Linked DNA regions of Rattus norvegicus: region 2 is linked to region 1. The links are chromatin contacts, called in public Hi-C maps. All regions are on one chromosome and are shown on one strand. The core of a region is the stretch at or near the end of the contact, and the rest is flanking DNA. Distances in the headings are between cores, read along the strand shown.

Evidence for each region. A called contact is a pair of places that touch in the nucleus more often than the background predicts.
Region 2: a contact with region 1 is called in a Hi-C map of liver, with 5 times the contacts expected there. The contact joins two enhancer-like sites. A contact is called at or near these places in 2 of 12 Hi-C or Micro-C datasets (both in liver).

Annotation. Positions count from the first base shown.
Region 1 is chr3:142,565,244-142,572,249 of GRCr8, forward strand. The region is part of intron 2 of Plcb1 (phospholipase C beta 1); the gene reads left to right. Among named protein-coding and RNA genes, the nearest start is that of Plcb1, 56 kb to the left of the region's middle. Within about 2 kb of position 5,043, at least 12 of the 93 cell types and tissues checked have an H3K27ac peak or open chromatin away from gene starts, as enhancers often do. A contact at or near this core is called in liver, where this site is marked.
Region 2 is chr3:142,702,022-142,708,797 of GRCr8, forward strand. The region is part of intron 2 of Plcb1 (phospholipase C beta 1); the gene reads left to right. Among named protein-coding and RNA genes, the nearest start is that of Plcb1, 190 kb to the left of the region's middle. Within about 2 kb of position 3,685, at least 7 of the 93 cell types and tissues checked have an H3K27ac peak or open chromatin away from gene starts, as enhancers often do. A contact at or near this core is called in liver, where this site is marked.

The DNA.
Region 1 (7,006 bases), core at 3,793-6,292:
AGGGGATAAGAAAGTAGAGGGAATAGAGGTTAAACTTCATCAAAAATGCTGAATACACACGAAATTCTCAATAAAAAGGAAAGATTTTAAAAAAATTAAGCCGAGGCAATTTCAGAGAGCTAGTTGCGGTTTATGAGTTCCAGTCTGCCAAATATTAATGTCAGGTCTTTAGGCTTATCCAAGTGTGAACCAGGTGTGCTCCAGGAGTCAAACTTGCCAGCTAGGATTGGGAAAGGATTTAAGCAAAAAGGTAATGGGTTATGCATCATCCCTGCTCACTGGTCCATGCCTTTAGGTGTCAGTGTGCAGTTACCTGCAAGGTTCTGAAATAGAAGTTTCTTGGATTAAGTTTCACTTGCATTCAGGATCACCATGTCAGCAGCTATGACGATGAAAGTTCGTTTCTCATATCAAGTCTTTTATTGTTAGAGCACCCGAGATACGACTTTTTACTTCTGGCTATTTTGGAAGAAGAATGGTTCTCTTGGTGTGGCTGTAACTTCCATTCCTTATCTAGATCATTTAGAAATCATGAATGTTTCTACTTTAAAATGATGGCTACTTTTGTAGCAATGGTGTGGAATCTTGAATTTTTAATAAAGGAATTACAAGTGACTAAAATACACTTCAGACATTTTTACACAGGAACACACACTGGAAGTTGTACAGATTATGATTTCAGAACTTACCTCTGCTCTATGCATTCGAGAAGAGAGTCTGGAAGGAGGAATGCTATCAGAATGGCAGGAAGGTGTGCCACAAAGTCATCTGACCAACACCGTGAGAGTTAACTTACCTTGGAGTAAGCATGAAAACATTTGCATTTAACCTTAATGGCTGAATTCCAGGGCACACTTTTACAGTTTGTAATTTCCAAAAGCTCCCTCTAGTCCAGTGGTTCTGAACCTTCCTAATGCTGCCACCCTTTAATACAGTTCCTCATGTTGAGTGACCCCCAACCATAAAATTACTACATTGTCACTTCGAACTGTAATTTTACTACTATTATGAATCATAATGTAAATATCTTTTATGCATAACATCTGATATGCCATCCCTATTAAAGGGTCCTCCAACCCAAAACTCAACCGACAGTTTGAGAACTGTGGCTATAGAGATAGTGAGAATGAGTCTGAAGAAATTGGACTTTTCAGTAGCTATTATGTAACTAAATGCTAGCTTTTGCCCATATCTCATTTGTGCTATGACAGATGTAGAAAGTGCACTGGAGAGCATTCTTTCTCGCTCCCATCAGCCTCTCTTTTGCTAACGGTATTAGGTTTAATGGTCTTACACTTGTAAAGCATCTACCACACCGTGGTGCTCCCCGTAATAATTCTTGAAGTGGATTAAAATTAATTGTCAGAATTCCAGCAATCCAATTAAAGCGGAAACTGCAGAAAGCTCTTAGATATGAAAAAGAGAAAAGAAACACAAATCCATTCTTAACAGTTGAGTACAAGTTGTAGCTACACTGGCCTTCCCTTTCTAACATACCAGTATCAAGCATTCAATACCACACTTCCTAATGGTAAGGCTGAATCGACTAACCTTATCGTGCATGCATTTTTGGGGAAAGTGCAGTGATCCCTCTATTATGAGGGTGATTTGGTAATATCTGTCAGAGCTGTTAATATAAGTTTACTCAGCAATTTCTCTTTGGGATGTTATCTCATATGTGTTTGTTTATGTACAAAATAATGTATAAATGAGCTGAGTCTCAGGACTGCTTTAATATTCTACTGAGGAATGATGTAAGCGCCTGTGATTAGGTAGCCAGTTGAATAAGTTGCGGGCTGTTCATATAAGGGAAGATTTTGAAGATTGCTCAGAGCTGAATGAAGAGGCTGTGACGTTATCTCTCTGCAGTAATGAACAAAGACCTGTATAATATGTCAGTCATTAGCATGGTGTTGTCCGGAAAGTGCGTAATGAGAAGAATGAATAAAAATAGAATCGTGTTCGCATAAAAAGATAAATATGACTTTCAAGGTGGTGGGGACAGAAAAGGGAGGTAACGTGACTACTGTACCTCCAAACTCTTTCCATATAATATTTTTGGTGTGCGAGAGGTACACACCTTTTGCCTATCTGTGATTTTGCTACCAACCACAATGCTGAAAGGATCTGATGACTGACAGTGAGGGTTGTCATCAGTTTTCCTGTGTCTCTTATTGTCTAAAGCCTCTGAGAATTGAAAACTTAGATGAGATTAAAAACGCAGAATAAAAGATTTTATTATTGAAAGTACTTGTATGATGAAGAAATAGTTATAAAGTGGGCAGAGAGAGACTGGGAGGCCTCTCGATTTGAGATATAATTGTGAGGGAGAGCCGATCGTTGATTAGAGAAACCCGAAGATTTTGTTTTGTTTTGGTTTTTTTTTTGAGTCAAAGTTAGCTGTCAGAGTGTCTTATCTCCTCGGCACAGAGCAGCGTGTACTTTTCTGCTGGGATCTATCACTGACTCTGAGCACCAGCGTTAAGTCCTGACCTCAGCACAAATGTGATGACGGTATTCCGACCTGAATATCCTGGGCTTTTGGTGAGATCGGCTCTTTGCATAGCCCTGTAAGAGTGCTTCTTCTCAAGTGCATCTAGGACCTCGCCACTTTGTATTTGTTCCCACATAACTTCACCCACCCCAGTGGGTGCTGTTACTCACTTTTAGTATTCAGTTCTGACCTCTTATCTGTCATGCCAACCTTAACGCCCCATCTGTGAACCCCTTTGCCATGTAACCTTACAGAGATGCCGATTAAGTACCTCACTTTGAGTGTTTCTTTTCCTCCCACCCAATCCTTCCTTTTATCTTTGTCTTAGCTCCTCATGTCACCTTGCCATCCCCATAGCAACCCTTTGGCGTTGCCACCATCCCTTTCTCCTCTTTCCCTTGGGTATACAGACAGCTACCACATCCTCTGGGTATATCTGTAATTCTGCCCCTTTTCCATTTCTTCAGTGACAGTTCTAATTAGGGCCACAGTTTTCTCTTTAATCACATATTTTATAGTGGCACGAGACATTTTCAGTCACTTCTTTTTTTGTTGACAGTAATGGCTGGCCAGACTTCATTTACTTTATAGAGTTCTTGCAATTTATTTTTTTCTATAGTCCTTGGCATTCATGTCTGTTGAAATAAATATCAATATCTCCAGTGGAGAATGAGTGTGGTGGTGGCAGTATTCCCACCTCTTGTTTTCACATAGCTACTATGAACGATAGTTTGAATATACAGGTCAAGTTTCAGACTCCAGCAATGCCTATTGTATGAATAGTGGTAGAGGAAGAGTTAAAGTAAAGTAACAATAAACAAATATGGTTACTGTCTAGGGTGTGCGAGGTTGAGGGTGGTGGTGGTTTGCTTATGCCTTATGGCACAATGTGGAACTTTGGAGCTAAACATAAAAAAGAGTTTCATAGTTGACTACTAAACCAAGTAGTTTAAGATTCAACAACCATCAGATTTCTATTTTTTTTTTTGTTGAATGAGTAAATTATATCTCTTATTGTAGGAGAAAATAAGTACTTTGAAATCAGGGGGCATGCTGGTTTAGTATTTTAGTAACCATTTTACTATAAAGGTATGGTTGAATATCATGTTTATGTGGATATGTATTTAATTTCATATAATTTATTAAAATATGTATTATGTTTATAATATTCCTATTAGGGAATATTCCATTTGTACATGTAAAAAACCAGACATTTTGGATGCAGAGATGCTACACGAGGGAGATGGAGCCCTTTCTAGGTTGCTGCAAAGATTGTGGCACAGTCAGTCCAATGTACTCATAGGAGATGCAATGACCTTATGGGTGAAGTTTGCCATAATTTATCATCCACATATTCTTAAGAAGCAGGGTTATGACAATGTATTGATTCCCCATCCCCCATGTCTTGTATTATTTCCAGGAAGATTTTTCTAAGAGCTTTCAGCATGGGAGAAGTTGAGTGCTGACAACTCCCCTCTTCATTGCTATTTGTCCCGTGCAGAGACATGGAGGAACCCAAACACTTTGTGGATGCTTTGCTTGGAAAATAATTTGTATAAGAAGAAAAGCAGAAAGGGTGGCTTTAACAGAATATTCATTAATGTTCTATTAAGTCACAAGGCTGTGACTTGAGACCAGCTGCCTTGTTGCTAGGGTATCCTGGATTGGTAGTGAACAGGCATTCTGCTCGTTCCTTTTCTCACAGACTGACACATTAAGACACAAAAACACCGAACTATAGATTCTGTATAAACGTCTAGAATCAGGGTTGTTCAGATTAGGTCCAGGTGGCCCCCTTCCCCTAGGTTGTTGAAGCAGCAGACCCCTTCCCCCATTTTTATTAGTTGTGCATACCCCCATGCCTTTTCCAGGAAGCCTTGTTAATCATTAAGCAGGCTAGTGCATGAACCACCTGAAATTCTCAGATAAGTAGTTTCTTCATATCTCTTTTTACACTCACTGTTAAAAGTACACAGATTAGTGTTATTTTTGCTCGATTATATGAAACTGTTCAGTTCTACACTTGAGAAAATCCTAACTATTCCCAAGTGCCAATGCTCCTGTTTTGAGAATTGAAATACTGTCCTCTTCCCATCAAAGACAAGTTATGCTTTGTGTTTAGTGAGCTTGAAAAACACTTTGTGTTTATGATGGCAGAATGAAGTGAGGATTCAGTCAGCTGTTTTGAATCCTGGATTTTCAGGTCGGTTGTTTACTGAGTTTAGAGGTTGAGGCATCTGAAGACAATCTGTATGTGCATAATGGTCCTTCCTGATGGCTTTTTATTTACAGCACCCAGATTATTTATCAGCTTAAAGCTGGCTATTTAAGGGCAACCATTAACTCTTTAGTGACACTGGGAGTCCTTTAATAAGTAACTAAAGACCTGGAGATAATCTCTCTTTTTCTAAATGCACTGGTCTTTTTTTTACAGGTGCAGTTCATTGAAGGTCACTCAGTGGTTTCAAATATTTAATGTCCTTTCCTAAGAGAGTGGCTGTAGGCCAGTGAGGAAGCTGGATAGAATGCTATTTGTCAGCACCCTGTGCCTAGCACACTAAGCCAGGTCATAGTAGTTGTGATCTGGCAAGGAAAGCAAATTGACAGATGTGACTGGAGATAGTTGGAGGAACTTGGATGAAACAAGTTAATGAGGTAAGAGCATGCACATAAGGGCTTCCAGCTAAATAAGAGGGTAACATTCTATTTTAATGTAGTTTCAAACTTAAGAGAAAAACCTGTGAGACCAAAACAAGGAACTGTACACTGCTAAGTGGAGAGTTGAAATGACTGAAGGCAACATTAAGGGCACATGACAAGTGACACTTGCCTGGCAAGATTGGGGTGTTGGAAGAGAGCCCTCTGTCAGCCATGCCTCCTGAACATTTGACCTAAGGCTTCCATGAGGAAGGACTCAGCATTGGCTGTGTCCTCAGATCAGAGACAGAGGTTGGTTGTACTCCCCTCCCAATCTACCTGTGAAGGTAGGAATGCATTTCTGTCAGCTATGAGGAGAGGAGCAAACGCCACCTGAACGACAGCAGGTTAGGTACAGGTAAGATTCAGCATGTAGAGATAGTGCCTTGGGGATGGATAGAAAAGACCCAGAGGGATCGGACATGTAGAAAAGGCAGGGGGGATTTTGAGAGAAACTGTTAAGAGTAAGGGCATATGTTCAGGGCAGAAGGCAACTGCTCAACATTACAATGGGGGACAGATGGTGAAGGTATGTGTCAAAGATCGTGAGTTTATTCCAAGATCTTATGAAAATGGGGCTTGTTTAGAGGAAATGGTCTAACAGCCACATAGAACTAGCAGACCTTAATAAAAAAAATACTGTCCACTGACTATTCAGTATATCTACAGCATAACTAAGACATTTGCTCTGCACGTTTTTGATGGTGAAGTCCAGCCCGGGATGTCTGCCTTTTTATGTAATACTTACAATATTTTCATATAATTAGAGACTCAAAGACAACATTCAAATACAGATAACTGGTATTTTGATCCTTATATTTAGGGGGGCATGGGAAACAGATACGTTCATGTGCTGCTAATGGGAGTTTATATCATTATCACATTCATGGAAGAAAGATTGGTGATATCTATCAAAATTATAAATATGCCCTTTGTGCTGGAAATGAAGCTTCTACAGTTTACCCCTACAGTAAACTTACCTCCATACGCTCAGGTTAAGCAGAAGACTGGAACTCAAAACAAAATATTTGACAGGGGAGCGAATTAGTTAAGCCCTGGTAGCCACAGTCATGGAATACTACACAGCTATAAAAGGCAATTCAAAGGAAGTAGCAGTGGAGAACGGTGGCTCCATGTGCTGATTTGGAAATAGCTCCTGGGGGACGGGGAAGAGGCAAGAATAATCTTCTTTTGCACATTTTAGCCTTAAAGAAACTAGAAGGAGATATAAAAAATGAATAAAAGTGTTTTGTGGTGGGTGGAAACTGGCAGATGGAGATGGGTGGGTGTGAAAATCTTCACTGGCTAAATAAACCTTCTTTATACTTTTTAAAGTGTGTTCATGTACTAGTTGATGGAAAATGTAGAAAAGAAGACTGTTATGTTCTTGTAGGAATGGCAAGGAGAGCTATTTTCCACACCAAATGCATTATCCCTGTTTTTTTTTTTAATTCATTTAAATGGGAATGTTTTTCTTTGGACATAAAAATGGTATTTTCTAGCTTCCCTTGCAGCTATGTACAGCTTCTAGATCAATGACACATAAGTGGCATTTGGTATCCCTTGATATTTTTTCCTCAGATTTGATTAATCAGAGAGTCTTTTTGCTTTCTTCTTCCCAAATATGGATGTCCAGGGCCTCAGCAGACACTCTGGACCATTAGAAAGCAATGGGCTAAGAGTTCAGAGCAGAAAGTTGGAAACTTGAATTCTAGTGTTACCATGTTGCTACCACATTTTCTGGTTTCCGCTTTCTCTTACATGAAAGGGAAACAGTTCTATTGTTGATGTAGCACTCTTTATTTTGACAGAATT
Region 2 (6,776 bases), core at 2,435-4,934, 140 kb after region 1:
ATAACAGGAATTTTAAGAAAAAGCAAGATAAAGTAGTTTCACAAAAGAGTAATCCAATGTTTATATTAAATAATTTTTCCCCCGAGGGAGGGGAGGGCATGGGTGTTTGCTCTCACCATTTTCTCAATGCTGGGGATTGAACCAGGATCTTATGTAAGTCAGACAATGGCTCCATCACTGAAATATGCTTCCAGAACTAATATCTGGTCTTCGTGCTACTTTCTTTTTTAATCATGGGATGTAATTCCAAGGAAAACTTATTATTATACTTTACTTTTATCTGCACAGGAAAAAATACATTTTTCAATATTGAAAATGGTGATCTGTCCCCTTGGGAACTTGAGGCCTATATTAAGGATTCATGAGTTGTTTCTTTTGAAAATTTATATACACAGGGACAGTGAAGCCAGTCTATATTTAGGCTGCAAAGGAGATTGTAAGATTCAGTAGTTCAAAGCTCTAGAGGATAAAGTACTTTTATCATGGCTTTATAAGTTGTGAAATGAAAACATACAAAATCAAAATAGATTCTGTTTTGGAAGTCTGAGGCTGTGGGGAATCAACATAGAGGGCTCATATCCAAAGGTGATCACTGGGATTAGTCCGTGCAATTCTGGCAAAAGACATCTCCCAGCAACTGGACATCTTACTGACTCTTGCTCCCCACTGCCTCGTCTTTGATAAAAAGAACTATCGTATATTAGATATTTTCCCTTAACTGTGTTTTACAAAGATGTTGTTTAAAAGGATGATGTATTTAATTGAGAAGAAGCAGAAATTACAAAGACGTTTTCTCCAGCCCTGTGCCCATGCCAACTTTTGATGGGAACAGTTCCATTATCCAATGGTTCTCAGTCCACCATACAGCTTAGACTTTGAGAAAAGTCATCCAAGGACTCTCTTTATTTGTTACACTTGGCTTTCAGTGAATTCTCTGTTCTCAGAGTCCTCTGCCGTGACAAGGGGACATTCTGGTCTGAGCATGCACAGAAACCAAATGTAAAGTGTACCGATCCATTCTGTCTGAGTAGATTTTCAGGGGACCACACTGTAACCACTGCCGCCACCATTAATCAGCCTTCCTGAGTGTAGGTGGGCATGAAAACTGGCTGCCTCTTCTCCTAGCTTATACCTCCATGTTTTTTTATCATCTCTGTCTATACAGAGACAAAAGCCATGGCTGACCCCTGCATGTTAGGCTTATGCTAGGAATTATCACTGTTAGCACCTATGGAATGCTTTCTAGTTTCTCCTGCCTCCTCTCATTGTCTCTTTGCAGAAATAACGTGTGTGTGTGTGTGTGTGTGTGTGTGTGTGTGTGTGTGTGTGTGTGATAGAAAAAAAGCACAGATAGTAACAGGAGACAAACCCCTCTTAAATCATGCGTTGCATTGTTTTAATGTGGGTTTGTTTTAGCTCCGCACCAGTGGTATGTTTTCTTTCTGTGATTTTTTTTTCTTTCAGGGTGTGGCTTTACTCAAGAGTCCTTCTGGTCTCAACTTCCGTCTGGCTTCTTAACTCTCTTTTACTCTCATCCAACTTCCTATTCTTTAATTTCTGAATGGCTCCATGCTCCTCACCAGTTGATTGAAATAAAGTGTCTGTTGTCATCATTTTTCAACCTATTCAGATAAAGAAAGGAGATGTGAGGCTTTCTCAGCGTTCTCCTAAAGGTCAAGTCAGGGGAGTGCTGTCGAAAACAAATGCCTTCTATTAGCTGCCCTTGTTTGTTTTCTTTGGACTTGCTGTTCTGGGCAGTAATTGGGGCAAACATTAGGTCTTGTAAAAGAGTTTTCACAACTTATTACTTCCTTTCTCATTGTCAGGAGGGAGACTGGGAGCAGCTCCATGATCCCCTATGCAGAAGTTTAAGGACAGTGTAAGACTATTCACTATTTCTCCCACTCATTGCCCGCCTCCCAAATGTGTCTACATCTGACCTTAAGATTGAAATTCCTATGTTCTCTAAAATGCAGCCATTTTTAGTGAACTCCTACAGGTCTAGATCTCTCCCCTCTCCTTTCAAATTTGCTACTACAGCCTTAGTTCTTGAGGATCTGTGATCCTTATGTCTCTGTCTTCAGAGTGTGGGCCCCGTCCACTATGGATATACTTGCATCGCCTTGAATTTCATTGAGTAAGTCTTGAATTTGAGCCTCACATGATCACCAGGTCTGCTTTGTTTTTCTTGCATAGTTCTCCTACAAACAAAAACCCACCGACATTTTGGAAGTTATCATATAATTGTGACATCTTTTCATTCTCTTTCCTCCCTCTAAACCCTCCCTTCAACCTACCCCCATTCTCCTTCAAATTCATGGCTTCTTTTTTCACTAGTGGTGATTGCATGTATGCATAAACTTATATAAACACGCCTCAAATTGGCCAATAAGCAACCATATTTGTTTAACACAATGTGATGTTATGCGGTGTGCTCAGACTTTATCAAGCTAATGAACAGATCCACGGCCTCCTATGTATTCCAGTGCCCCATAATGAGAACACTTAAAGTTTGCCCCTTTTTGAAGGTTTGAAATCTAAACTCTTTACTTTTATTCAACCTGTGCTGTCTTGCATCTCTCATCAGCATTCACTGTCAGATTCACTTGTTACCCTCCCTCTCCTTCCTAATAAGGATCAATACAAAGTTGATGATATTCCTGAAAACACCTAGAAGAATATTATTTGTATTTTCTATTTTTGCTGGGGTTAAAAACCATTTTCCTATAATTTTGAGAATGCAGGCATGTATACTTTCCATCTCTCCCTTAGTCTTCCCCATGAACCCCCCAAGACCCTCCCTTCCCAACTTAATGCCTTTTTTGTCATTTGATCACCCAACGAGGCTAGTTAGTACTGCTTGTGAATCATTTTTATTCAGGTTTGGAATAAAGTTATATGTGTCCCATTAGGTTCAGAGTTTTTTTTTTCATAGAAGAGTCAGAGTGGGTGGCAAAAATGAAATCCATCCTTATAAAGAAGGAAGTCACACAGTGGAGATGAACATGTTTCCTTTTAGCACTGAATTTGACAAAATTAAGTCTGACTAGGGGATTAGGTAAATGACTGCTTTTTATAGCTTTGATTTTCCTAGTGGGGAGGATTTAAAATCAGGCTCCTCCTAGATAATGACGTGGCTATACTTTTGCTAAAACTGTTGGCACACATTTTGCTTCCAGCTGTCTATCTCTCAGGAAGGGTCAAAATAGCTTATGTGCTACGGATGATATAAGGTGACTTGCCCAGCACTGACATGAAATTTGAACTGAATTAAGACGGTATGTAATAATGATGGCTTGGACATGCAGAAGAGGGCATGGCCAAAGACATAATAATTAACAGCAGTAAGTGTGTATGATTCTGGCTGGTTTCCAGTTTAACCTTATTTTCCAAATTAGCTATAAATAAATGATAAGGGATCTGCGCTTTGAACTTATCACCCCCAACCCATGCAAGGCGTTATGTCTAAAAGGTGTCATAAGAAAAGAACCCTAGGAAATAATGACCACTGAGGCTACCCAAAAGGATTGGGGTGGGGCCAGGCAAGGGTTTAAGCTAGAGCCCCAGCCTTAAATAATGCCCTCCTGAGGGCTCCAGAGCAAAAGTTGTACTGGGAACTTTGTCCTACCCTGTGTCTGGGTTGCCAGGCATTCTGTCTCCACCTGTCAGTCAACAGCTCAAGTTTGCTCCAGGGTACACAGCCTTCCAGCACTCCCTGCTGTCTCCTCCCCTCAGAAAAGTGTGTCTAGCAGGCCAAAGGTAGTCAAAGATCACAAATGCCCGTTGTGAGAGTGAAATAGACCATGGGAGGTGGTGTCTAGCTAGAAAAGGGGCTAGGCAGGGAGCCAGGTGAGCAGCACAGCGGATGTCCTGAATTCATGAAAAACAACCTGGGAGGACTTAAGCTTTCCCAGAGTGCTTAGTCTTAGCCACTTGGTTTGTTTTGTACACGCATTAGTGCTGGGCTGATCTGCAGCTTAATCAAAAGGAAAGTTTACTTTTAAATTCAGAGCACTCCAGGAGAACCTCAGGGTCCATATATTGATTGACTCTGAATGTTCTCCTCAGGAAAATTCATTAAGCCTCATCCTCCCCATTAGATTCCCAACCCCATATGGTACAAATTAGCATTTGGAAGAGACTCAGTTTGATCCCTCTGCCTTGCCAGAAAACTCAAAGTAATCTTAAGAAGCAAGTCATTGCAAAAGAAACAGAAGCATTGTGGTGTGTGTGTGTGTGTGTGTGTGTGTGTGTGTGTGTGTGTGTGTGTGTGTGTGTGAATTTAAAACAGATTAACTCCTCACATATTCAAAACGTCACTTAAGATCAAAAGTGTCTTGGGAACCTGTCATGGCTGAAACTCAGACTCAATCAGACAAAATACAAACTTAGTGCTGAGAAATGTCTACTGTCTATTTTTAAACAAATAGTTGAAGGTAAAAATTAGTTTCTCCAGGTAGATTTATTTCACCAAGTGGCTACAAAGGTAAAGCAAGGTTGGATGTTGTTTATGTAGACTTCAGAGATCACCAGACATGCCCTGATTTTGTGACTAGAGAGAAAGCGAAGTGTATTTGGTTGCCAGCCCAGAAGTATCACGCACAGGGTTTGAATCAGAACATCTGGAACTAAGCCAGCCTTACTTAGAATGTGGCTCTGACTCTGCCTGGCCTCCAGGGCTCAGCATAGAAATGGTTGCTTTAATACACTTGCTGCTGATACACACAGAAGTCTAAAGCAAACTTTTTTCAGACTATTGATGAACAGTTCTTTCATTGCTAATAAGGACTTCGGTGCAATTCTTTCATAAATGGATAAAGGTAGCCCATCCAAACGTCTGGATGTCCTACCTAGCTCTGCTTAATTAGGCTTCTCTGTGGGCAGCTACTGTCTCCATTTAAGATCTAGGGCAGAAGTTCTCTAACCTTGGCTTGTATTTGAATCACCCTGAGGCTTATTTTACAAGATTGTTGGTTTCCACGCCATAGCTTCTAGTACAGTATGTCTAGGGGAAGGCAAAGACCTTTCTGTCATCTCTCAAGTGGTATTGGTGTCCTTTGTCAAAGGACCATATTCTCAAAACCATTATGTTGAGCCATAAAGGAGCTTAAGGAGTATAACTGGCATATGGTAAGTTGTGTGTTCAGTTGTCGGAAGGTAAGATCAGAAGCAGATTCAATGGCCAGATTAAAAATTCTGCTGGCAGCTCACCCACCCTGAAATAGGTAAAGGCCAATGCTAACATTTTAGATGACTCAGAAAGTCAATCTGGCTACACTGAGATCATCTGGACTCCACAGGTAGAAGCAGCTTGCCCCATGATACGTCTATAGTGTCTCCTATTCCTTTCTAAAGACCTTTTATGGAAATTAGATCCTGTGCTCACCTAAAATATTCAGAGAGATCGGTTCTAGCACTCAAGAAACCATTTGCAAAATGATGGCTGCTATTATCCCTTAATCTGATTAGCATGAAGTGAGTATGTTCTCCTAGCACAGCGGATAGCAGAAGATTGTATGAGTGTAATCTTTAGCGACACTGATATTGTTGTCTATTGCTTGAGTCCTTAACAAATGCAGCACCATACACCTCCCACCCGAGTCAAGTATGGCACCTCGCTCTATGAGCTGCCTGATAATAAGAACTAGTAAACTCAAGCATGTTGTCCGTAGACTTCACATATATCTATTTGTCATCTAAGGTAGATATAGGTTTCACAGAGAAAGATTATATTGTGAGGTGAAAATAAAGTCATGCTATCATTTGAGATGTTCTCGGGGAGTACTGTATTTGTTCTCTCCTGCTTTATAACAAATTAGAACACACTTAATGGCAAACATCTCTCGTAGTGTTTCAATCTGTCAGAGTCACACCTGTTTGGGTGCTCGCTGGGATGCAAGGAAGTCTTCAGGGTGGCTGCTGCACATTTAGCTCTAATTTTGCCACCTAGGCTCATGTCATTGTCACCGTTTACTTCCTCAACATTGTTCGTCTGAATTCCCTTTCTCCTAGAGATTTTCTTTTACTTAGATAGGACACAACATAGCAGTCAGTTCAGAGCCTCTGTTCCTACCTTCTCTTACTTAGATATTCTGAGAAGGCACTTTTGGTTAAGTCACCAGATTGAAAGCTTTCATACATTCTGCAACATCCTCTCACCTTCTCCACCTCTCCCAGCATAATCATGAGCTTGATAATTTGTCACCCCTGCCCCAGTCTCCTGGGTCAAAGCCAGTGTGGTTGTGCCTATATTTGAGTGGAAGTACTTACATAAATGCCCTGGTGCCACAGGGCCACCTTAGTATCCCCCTACTACAAGTGGCGAAGATGTTGCCCTGTGTAATAAAATTACCCAGTTGGCCAATAGTGGTGGCAAATTTCTTAGTTCTCTCATCTGACAAAGGGAAGAATTAGATACAGTGTCAGTGCTGTTGCACTGTTCAATGCGGTGACACCTGCAGATCATCTCCTGCAATTCTTGGTAGATCTCTGGTCTCTGTTTGTAATAGTTCTACTTACTGCTCCTGTTGGTAGTGCTAATTACACTGTTCATGTCCACCTCCTTTGTGATAAAGAAACTTTAATCCCATCACAATAAACTTCAATAAACTTTTTGCCTCATTAATTCAAGCTCTCCATAAGTTTTAAGACTAATAACTAACCTCCTCCTCCTGGATGGACTTTTTCTTGGCATTGATTGTATGAAGGTCTTCTGGTTTATCATCTGATTCCTTGTAGTTTATCTTTTTCTGATCACTCTAGATATCAAAACTACA